Linked DNA regions of Mus musculus: region 2 is linked to region 1. Evidence: chromatin contacts called from public promoter capture Hi-C data. All regions are on one chromosome and are shown on one strand. Each heading gives the region's core, a stretch centred on a gene start, on an enhancer-like site or on the middle of the called end of the contact. The rest is flanking DNA. Distances are from core to core; before and after follow the strand shown.

Region 1 (5,430 bases), core at 148-2,647:
AGTATAAGTACTCCTCCCCTCTCAGTCAGCTTTCCTTCTAAGCTGGAAGTAAACTGATGTGTTTATAAAAAGATTACGAGAGGGGGGAAATGTTCTATGGTGGTGTAGTCCGGCGTGGGGGAAAGGGGATGCCTCTGTGGGCCCATGGTGAAGCACCCCTTTCCCCCGCCCCCCAGGGACCAGCCACAGGAAGATATAGTATAGAATAGGGTTTATTAAGGACATGGGGAGTGGACTTAAGAGGGTAGTAGAGGCAGAGAAAGAGAGGGAGGGAGGAAGGAAGAGAGAGAGAGAGAGAAAAGAGAGAAGTAGAGGCGGGCCATGAGCAAGTGGAGAGAGAGGGAGAAAGGGACAAGAGGCAAGAGAGCAAGAAGGGGTCAAACAGCCCCTTTTATAGTGAGTCAGGCATACCTGGATATTGCCAGGTAACTGTGGGGCGGGGCTTAGACTGAATGCTAGCAGAAATCCATATTAATTATTCCAGGTTGTATATCTTAATCCTCAAATACTCTGACTGGAGTAAAAGCAGTTAATTACCCTAAGGATTTTGGGTTGTTTGGGCTGAGCTAGGGAGATTAAAAGTGATTGTTGTACCAGTAGCAGTTTCCTTCCCATTGAAACACTCCCTCCAGCGGGGAAGCTCTTTAAGACTCAGGAAGTCCCTGAAACTGACCAGATGGCACTAGGCTCCCCCCACCCCCCAGCAGTTAGGACTCCTCAGACCCTCTCAGAAAAGCAGAGCTGCCAGAAAGAGAGGTTGAGCTGCCTGCTGGCCAGGCAATGAGCCTCTGGTTGCCAGCTTTTATCAGCTTTTATTTGGAGTGGGCTTTTGGTAATGTGGCTGTCTTTGAGTCATTTCTGCTCCTGTAAATAGCTCCTTTCACCCATACTCCTGTAAGTAACCCCAATAAAACTCATCTGTGCACTGAGTTGGACATTGGTGGTGGTCTCAATTTGATCCATTGTTGGTGCCCTGTCTGGGGTAAGTAGATGCTTGTTCACGTCTCCCCAGGAATAATGCCTTACAACATTTAGGCAAGTCTGAGAGTGTGGTTGTAGTAGTATGCCTGCCTAATGTGCAAAGCCCTGAGTTTGATCCCAGAATCTGAGATAGCTTAGCAACGGAAGGAAGTACTGGAGACCCAAGCAGTATTAGAACAACGTGCCTGAAGCAGTAGCATAGAGCTGTTTGTGAATGTGAATTCACCGCACGTGAATGAAATCTATTCAATTACAGTAAAATTCATCAAACTACATTCTTATATTTGGAGGTTACTTCGGAGACTCCTTTTAGAATTGCTCTAGGCCTGAAAACCAGACAGTGTAAGAAGTGACACACTTCCTCCCGAGGCAGAATTGTGCTGTCTGTGGCTCTGAAGCCAGGATGGGCGGCTCTGCTTTTTCCTTAGCTCCCTTCCTATGGGTGCCGGCCTCAGGCTGAAAGCAAAGGAAACAGGGTGGGGTGGGGTGGGGGTGGGGGGCAAGTCCTTTAAGCTCCAGTCTCAGTCACATGGCTAAGATCTTAGAAAGAGAGAGGCTGAGAAACTGAGTGTCTGATTTCTGTAGTTTCGTAAGTGTGTCTGTCCTCCAAAGAGGCCGGGCAGTTATCCCTCAGAGGCTGTCACTGGAGATTTAGGAATGACAGCGAGAGTATTTTCTAACAAATGGAGTCTATAACAGACCTTGCGGTTTTGGTTTTTGTTTTCTTTTTAAATCTGAAATAAGACAAATTAGTTTTGGTGCTGATTATAAATACTTGTAATAATTCCACTTGTTTTAGTTTGCTTTTCTGTTAGCGTAATAAAACGGATCAAAACCAACCTAGGAAGGCAGTGGTTTGTTGACTTACAAGTCACAGTCCATCATGGAGGGAAGCCTGGCAGAAGTCCGGAGGCAAGAACTGATGCAGAGACCATGGAGAAACACCGCTGACTTGCCTACCCTCGTATGCTCAGCTACCGTTCTTGACAAGGGACGGCACTGCTGACAGTGAACTGGGCTCCTTGCATCAATTAGCAATTAAGAAAATGCACCTAGGCCAATGTGATGGCACCAATTTCTTAATTAAGGGGCCCTCTTCCCAGGTATCTCCAGTTTGTGCCAAGTTGACCAAAACTAGTTTCAACTTTTAAGCTAGTTTATTACTGGACAAAATGTTAATACCTGACTGTAGTTACTTAAAATACTTTTAACTTTCCATTTTAAAAATAATGCATTAAGGAAAGTATTGTGTATTTCAGATCTGTCTTTTATTTAGTATTTTATTAGTAGAACATTTATGGTGTTTATTCTATTCATGTGCTATAAATGTGTTTTTCTCAAACACCAACATAATAGGTGTCAATGAAGCCATTATAGCTAGTTCCCATAATATATACATGTATATTATGTGTATATATGTATACACATCAATTTATATGTAAAAACAGAGTTGGTTGTTCGTAAAATACATAAAGGGCCAGATTGAAGGATAACCGAAAAGTAATATATATCTACCACACTTTACTGTCCTAATGTATATTTACAACCTTTTTGCTTCCTTGAGGAAGCCACCTTGAAGACCTCACTGGCCTCTGACCCCAGTGACAGTGGTTACATATCAAGAGCATCAGAGAATCACTATAATTAAACACATATTATTTCCAGGTGTTGTGGTACATGCCTTTAATCCTGGCACCCCGCAGACAGAGGCAGGTAGGAAATTTAAGGTTACCTTGTCTGTATACCAAGGGCCAGAATACCCAGAGAAACGGACAAAACACCCCAACAATATGTATTGTGACACTTTAGGTTAGCTTTAAAGATGTCTTAGGGCTAGCAGTGTGTACAGAGCTAAGCATAGTGTCAGGCATGTGTGATCTTAACACTTGAGAGGCTGGGGCAGTATGGAGAGAGAGAAAGGTCGGCTGTACTGTACCAAGACCTTCTCTCTCTCCCAACCCAAATAAGAAGAGTGTATGCACATTGCTTGCGATCTTGGGTAAAAAGACAGTAGTTGGGGTTTCTGATGCCCTTTTCTGCATTCCCATTATCCCTACTTTCATTTATTTCAGAAGTACTTTTTTCTTTGATTTTTGTTGCTCTGGGGAAAAGTAGGGCTTAAAAATGTTTTTGGGACTATATTAATTACTTTTTTATTGCTGTGATAAAATACCACGACCAAGGCAAACTTTATTTTGAAAGTTTGTCTCCTTTATTCATTGCTTTACAAATTCCACGGCTCTGAATTCGGTTTGTCCCATGACAGATGAGAAAATGCTGATTTTTAAAACTATAAGACTTCATACTACAATGTTAGCCATCCTAAGTCTTAAGTCTATGAAAATGTAGGAACATCAAACGTTTTGAAATTCAAAATCTATTTTTTAATTAATTTAATTTTTTTTAACTTATTCACTTTACATATTTCTTGCTGTTCCCTCCCGGTCACCCCCTCCCAGTCACCTCCTCCCACAACCCTTCCTCACCCTGGCACTTCAAGTCTCTGTGAGTCTAGGCACTTCCTCTCCCATTGAGGCCAGACAAGGCAGCCCAGCTAGGAGAACATACCCAAGGACAGGCAGCAGCTTTGACGGAGGCAACTTTTAAAGAAAGGGTTTCCTTGGGATTATGGCTGCAGAAGATTGGAGTCTACAGTGACTGGGCATTGACCTGGGGGCAGGTGGCTGAAGAACAGCTAAGAGTTCACGTCTTGTTCCACAAGTGGCAAGCAGAGAGTGCTAACTGCAAGTCTTTTGAAACTTCAGTGCCCACCCCCTGCTAATACACCTACTCACTCTCCCCACCCAGCCACCAACTGGGGACGGAGTATGGAAAGCCAAGATTGATGGTGACTATCTCATTGAAACCAGCATAGAGTTGAGAGATTTGCCCTTTCCCCCGTGTCTCTCCCCTTTAACCTGGTTCTAGAAGCCTCCCACATCAAGGGCTAGTATTCTGAGAATGGCATTCTCTTTTACTTTATTGTTTACAAAAATACGAAGTCCTAACGTCGAAGTCTTTACCTGGCTATCTGAAGTTTGGTTTCTTTTACAATATAATCTTCTGTGCTTCATCATCATAATGAGGTTTGTTGGGTTTGGGGGAGGGGACGGTTGTTTTGTTTTGGCTTGGGTTTTGAACAACTTTTGATACATTTTGGAGAGCCTGCTACCTCTCAGTGTGTTATGTCTGCAAGTGTCTACACTCAGAAGTATCCTTTTATGATAAATAATGGCAACATAATCCTAGCACTGGAGGTACCATCTGAGGCTACACAGCGCCCACCCGCGGGGTATGGCCTTAGAGGTGGAAGTGACATTTGAGCTGGCTTAGCTTAGGATGCAAAAAATCACAGGAGACATGCTATTTACCAGCTTTAATTACTTTGGAGGAGTAACTACAAGAAGACCCCGGCAAGCTGCTATGCCTTGCTTGGGAGATCAGTTCCTAGTGGTGACAGGACATTGAGGTACTATTTCCTTCCATGTGTTTAATTAGAAAGGACACATTGTTAGTGCATGTTGTCATTGGCAAAAATTAAAAAGACACTCCTGGCATAAGCAGACTTTGTTATTGAGTAGTGTTTTAAGTCTCTAGTAAAATTGGCAAGTTGAAAGGATTAAGATAAAAACAAACCAAAAGGCCCATAAAAAACTACAGTTAAGGTAGCGATGGCATCGTGGGGCGTGCTTTAATCCTGGCAGTGGGGATGCTGAAGCAGACGTATGTCTGTGAGTTCAAGCCCAGCCTGGTATTCTTAGCAGATTCTAGGACAGTTAGAAGTTATGTACAGAGATACTGTCTCAAAACCATCACCACCACCAATACCAACAAACAAGATTGAGATATACCTCAGCCAGTTGACAGAACTAGAATGTGTGTGTCCAGACTCCTGCGTGTTGCAGGCAATCTTTAGGCTCTATAGCACCTTGAGAAAGTTACAAGGCAGGTGACTATTCTGAAGAGCAGGTGAGTTTAGGATGGGCTATTCTTGGAGACTCTGGGAGCAGAGTGAGAGAAGGTTCTAACGCCTTCCTCACAAGCCATTCCTAACTCCTGACTCCTGCCCTTGCCCTCATTTCGCCTGTCATTCTGATCGCTCCCAGCTGGAATCCTGCACTGCACCAGGGCCTCTTAATCTAACTGGCTATGTGGGCCTCCTGTTCCATCCTGTTCTTCTCCTGCCTGTTCTCACAGTCTTGGGCCCCAACTTTGGTGCCCTCAGGCCTCCCTCCCGACCTCTCTGCCTCGATTTTGCCCCTTCAGATCTTCCTTCCCTTCCCCGGGCCCCGCTCATCGTTGTTTTGTTTCCTACAAGATAAAATCTTGCACAGTGCACATGTCCTTGCTCCTGTTTATATTCCTATCAGCTTTATTTTACTTTGGGATTGAGGGGCCTTTGAGTCTCTGCCATTGTGTTTTCTGGCTCTGTCTTCAGTTCCTGGCTAC
Region 2 (5,202 bases), core at 557-3,056, 140 kb before region 1:
TTCCTCCGAGGTCACACAGTGACTGGACCTGGGCCAGGAGTGGATCATAGAAGAACTTGATTATTTTTTAAATTTCATTGGAAGATGACAGACAGCCTTTCACAGACTGTTTGTATTTAGGGGTGATTTCTTTTTCTTTAGCATGCTAAACAGATACCCTTTGTTGGGACTAGTGTGCTGCTGTGTTTTGGCTGTGGCTCCTTCCCTAGAGGAGCGAGCCCACAGGACTTGCCACACACATCCTAATGCTTTGGGACACCAGGTAATTTGGGAGCCTTTCAAGCTGGCTAACTGTGTCATCTCTCCTACTTACCCCTTTGTTGTACCTATGGTGTCTCCTTTTAGTTGAGAGATGTTGAACACAGAGCTCTTGGATTGTAAAGTGAAATCTCAGACAGACAGCTAGTTACAAAGCTTCCCCTGTCCCTTTCTGATGATCTAGTAATTGAGATTCCTAGGGACCACATAGACCTCGGAGAAGGTTCTTAATAGCAAATACTGGCCTTTTTATCATTTAAAAAAAAAGATTTAAAATGGCTTTTATTGTTCTAGTTATAAGAAAGTTACATTTGGGGAGCTAGACAGATGGCTCAGTGGTTAAGAGCACTCACTGCTCTTCCAAAGGTCCTGAGTTCAATTCCCAGCATCTGCAATGTGATCTGACGCCCTCTTCTGTTGTGTCTGAAGACAACTACAGCGTACTCACATACATTAAATAAATAAATAATCTTTTTTTAAAAAATAAAGTTACATTTGAAACACTATCCAGTGGTTCACTGGTGGACAATCTAGATTCCCCCTTGACTTTTGCCCTCTTCTAGGGCTTGAGGTTTGAAATACTTATAACCTTATGTTTTTCACTCATACAAAGCCCCCCAAAAAAACAAAACAAAACAACCTCTTTTTATCATCCCTTTGTCCAAAGCAAAAAAGGCTTTTATGTAGGCAATAATCGTGCAGAATGAATCAATGCCAAATTAAAATGAATTATTCACAAGAGTTCCATGTTGACTCAGAGACCAGTAGAAACAGGGGAAAAAAGATAATTTGGAAAACTCACAATAAGAAAGGAATTTGGTGGATATGATTAAGAGCTTTTAAAAACATGGTTCTTTTGAAATTGAAGTTCAAAAAGCATCTCTCTGTTCTCTGCTCTCTGTGTCTGAGTCACAGGGTGGAAGTGAGCTACATGAGGAAGGAAGAACTCAAGAAGAGGTGGTGGGGTGGACTCCAAGGCTAGGGTTTTTGTTTTTGTTTTTGTTTTTTAATATCAAGTTTAGGCCTGACTTGCTTTGTTTCATGAGACAGAAATCATAACTTATATTATTATTATATAAGCCTTTTTATCATCCCTTTGTCCAAAGCAAAAAATGCTTTTATGTAGGCAATAATCGTGCAGAATGAATCAATGCCAAATTAAAATGAATTATTCACAAGAGTGAATTATTATATTGTTCTTATAACTAGAACAATAAAAGCCATTTTAAATCTTTAAATCTTCTCACCATAAGGTATTAAGAGACTTGGTGTCGTTTCTAAATCAGAAAAGTTGAGTAGTTTTTTGTTTTCCCGTTTAAGGGCAACCCCCAATGAATCGGATAGTGGCAAATGACCCCATGAATACCTTGGATCATATGAGGGAGCAATGCAGTAGGGACTTCAGCTTGCAGACGGCTATCAGGTATAGCCCAAGTGCTTCGTCAGCTTTTGAGTATTAGTTACCCACAGCAAGATGCTCAGGCAGCTGGTGAGTGCGTCCCAAACCCTTCCTTCAGTCAGCAAGCCTGGAGTAGAGTACTTGCCAAGAGGGCGTGTGTGCCAACTGTTTCATAATTTAATAAAAGGCTAATCCTTCAAGCTCAGTGAACACTCCAGTCTTCATAGGAAAATATTCATCAGGCTCAAGTTAGGACAACACCCCATTTTTTACCGTCATCCAAAACTTCCCGAAGGGGTCTGCTTAGAGCCTAACTTTTCCATGCTGCATTCTGGCCTGAAATTTAAGAAGAGAGAGAGAGAGAGAGAGAGAGAGAGAGAGAGAGAGAGAGAGAGAGAGAGAGAGAGCTTCTTTTTGTAAAGTGTACAACAGTCTATCTATCTATTTGGCCATTTCTAGTTACTGTTTTCCTAGATTCATAAATAAAACCTGCCAAAACACTGAGTCCTCAATACTAAGGTCACCAGTGTCCCATCACCTTTGTGACTCAGAGAGCATTTAAAAATACTAATATTTTCAAATAAATATTTGTGTATTTTACTGGGGAAAAAATGTTGCGGGCTGGTGAGATGGCTCAGTGGGAAAGAGCACCGACTGCTCTTCCAAAGGTCCGGAGTTCAAATCCCAGCAACCACATGGTGGCTCACAACCATCTGTAACAAGATCAAGATCTGACTCCCTCTTCTGGAGTGTCTGAAGACAGCTATGCTACAGTGTACTTACATATAATAAATAAATAAATCTTTAAAAAAAAAAAAAAGATTTAAAAAAAAAAATGTTGCTTTTTTTCCCAGCCAGGCACGGTAACCACATGCTTGTAGTTCCAACACTCAGGGGGGCTGAGGCAGGAGGATTGCCTTGAATTTGAGGCCAGCATGAGGTACAGGGCAAGACTCTTGTCTCAAAACAAAAACAAAAACCAAGTGAAAGTTTCAAGTTTCCAGAAGTAGCCGAGAGGAGATGTCAGAATTTTCCTCCCTGCGAGGAGAGGGCTTTAAGAAGTAGCTGACCCAAAATAAGTTTAAGCAGGGGCAGGCAGGATGTGAAGACACACTTGTAAACGTTTGCCTGCAGTGGTGTTTACGTTGGGCAAAGTGGGTGCCAAACAAGAGGCCCTCCACGGGGCGGGCTGCGAGCTCTGTAGAGTCACTGTAGTAGGAAGACACTGGGTTCACTGTCTGCAGAGCCAGCTGCCATCTGTGTGCTTCCTGCAGCACAGTCCGGGGCTCCAGGAGTGAGACAGTCCACCAGCTGGCGGCTGCAGGCCTCCTCCCACTCCTCCAGGGCTGGACTTGAATGCCAAATAGCCTTGCCCCGGCAAAGCTAGAATTGCAAAGGATGCCGTATTATCCCCCCATGGAGCTAATTCAAGTGTGTAGGTTCAAGAGTCTTCTCCTTCCTTTCGTCCTTAATTTCATAGTAGTGCTGGACGCCATGCAGTGGTGGCGCGTGCCTTTAATCCCAGCACTTGGGAGGCAGAGGCAGGCAGATTTCTGAGTTTGAGGCCAGCGTGGTCTACAAAGTGAGTTCCAGGACAGCCAGGGTTATTCTGAGACACCCTGTCTCAAAACAAACAAACAAACAAACAAACAAACAACAACAAAGTCGTGCTGGAAGATGCCCTTGGGCTCCCATGACCTTGGCGTATGTCCTTCTCCCCAACCCGAACTCCCCCTCTGTCACACAAGTGTCCCTCTTGGTGGTGGTGCTCTGTGTCACCCTATTCACCGTGGAGGCTGGGGAGCCAAGCTTAGCCACTTAACTTTCTCTCTGGAAAAATCATGGTCAGAGGTTTAACCTCAGAAGGTGAATTATCTCCTGTATCTTTTCAGGTGCTCACAAAGCAGAGTTAGAGCGCCATTCCTTATTTAGTAGTGGAAATGTTCTCTAAAGACGAAGTATCAGCTTTGTTCTTTTTGTTTGTTTGGGACAAGACCTCAGGTAGCCCAGGCAGACCTTGAACTCCTCATCCTCCTGATGTTGTCTCCCCAGGGCTGGGATTACAGCTATACATCACCACACCTGACTACCTTTAATCTCCCTAACTCTACTTCCCCAGTCCTCCATTAGAATTGTTGACAGAAAGGAAAAGATCCATGAATAACCTGGCACGCACACCAATAATTCCAGCATGGAGGGAGTGGGGTAGGAGGACAAGGAGGTCAAGTGTAGCAACATAGTGTGACTCAGTCTACAATAAGAGGAGGCAGGAGGGGCTGGAGAGATGGCTCAGCCGGTAAGAACACTGACTGCTCTTCCAAAGGTCCAGAGTTCAAATCCCAGCAACCACATGGTGGCTCACAACCACCCATAATGAGATATGACGCCCTCTACTGGAAGACAGCTACAGTGTACTCATGTATAATAATAAATAAATCTTAAAAAAAAAAAAAAAAGAAGAGGCAGGAGTACAAAGAAAAGAAAAGAAACAGAAAAAAAAAAACAAGAGGCAGGAGGAGGAAGAGGAAGAAGAGGTGGAAGAGGGGAAGAGGAGCTATAATTGGATGACCTGGAAAATCACATACTGACTTGAAAAGATGTTCATATTTCAGGTGCTCCATGTTACCTAGTAACCAGGACCTCTTTGTCAGAAGGACTCACTGTGACATTTTCTTGGAAGTTTAGATGTTAAGGCTGAGCTGGAAGTTGAATATCAACTGTGCAAAAATCAAGGTGAATGAAACTCCCCAGCTACAGTTCCTTTGTGCACTCAACATTGTTGCTGTTAGGAAAGAAGACAGAGTAACCAAAGACCAATTAAGGAAGGCTCTGAAGCACATCTCAAACACAAGCAACAAAAATAGGAGCATAATCTTCGAGGCCCCTACTTTAAGGTCGGGCTCACTACACTCTCCTGAAAGGCATGCTTGTTCCTTAAATAAGTGTTCTTGTTCCAGGCTGCTGGATGGGGTGTAACTGCCAGGGCAGCAGAATTCCTTGACTGTTTCCAGTGTCAGGTTTCCTTTGGACCAGGCTTGTGCGTGGCCACCGTCTTCTAAAGCTCTCTGCTTTGCTGAGGTGGTGCTGACTTTGCGTGGTAGCCCATCCCTGCTCTTGCGCAACATTTCCAACGGTTTGGCGGGAGGTGAATGGAGCTATCATGTGAGCTGAGTTTGTGGGTCTAGTAATCCCTTCTTCTGATGGTTGATAGACTTCACTCCTCCAGCTGGATGGTTTAAACATAGCAGATGCTAGAGAAGGAGAAACTAATCTCCGCGGGCTTAGTATGTATGTGGGGAGGTTTATGTTTGTGTCCGTGTGTGTGTGTGCATGTGTAAGGGCCAGAGGTCAACATTGGATGTCTTCCTTGATCAATTTAAACCTTATATTTGGAGACAGCATCTGCATTAGAGTTCTCTAAAAGAACAGAACTGATAGAAATATACACACATATGAATTTTATAGGTATATACTGTATATATGATTTATGAGAATGGCTTATAGGCTGGAGTCCAAATAGTCTAACCATGGCTGTCTTCTGATGG

What was found. Capture Hi-C pulls out chosen DNA fragments and counts their contacts.
Region 2: a contact with region 1 is called in a promoter capture Hi-C map of adipose tissue. The contact joins two enhancer-like sites. A contact is called at or near these places in 2 of 39 promoter capture datasets (embryonic stem cells and liver), 2 of 115 datasets of contacts at active chromatin or transcription factors (embryonic stem cells and stem cell-derived neural progenitor cells) and 3 of 9 other capture datasets (adipose tissue, liver and pancreatic islet).

The regions. Positions count from the first base shown.
Region 1 is chr8:41,031,803-41,037,232 of GRCm38.p6, reverse strand. The region is part of intron 5 of Mtus1 (mitochondrial tumor suppressor 1); the gene reads left to right. Among named protein-coding and RNA genes, the nearest start is that of B430010I23Rik, 17 kb to the right of the region's middle. Within about 2 kb of position 1,397, at least 14 of the 459 cell types and tissues checked have an H3K27ac peak or open chromatin away from gene starts, as enhancers often do. A contact at or near this core is called in adipose tissue, where this site is marked.
Region 2 is chr8:41,173,050-41,178,251 of GRCm38.p6, reverse strand. No RefSeq gene overlaps it. Among named protein-coding and RNA genes, the nearest start is that of Gm39167, 22 kb to the right of the region's middle. Within about 2 kb of position 1,806, at least 32 of the 459 cell types and tissues checked have an H3K27ac peak or open chromatin away from gene starts, as enhancers often do. A contact at or near this core is called in adipose tissue, where this site is marked.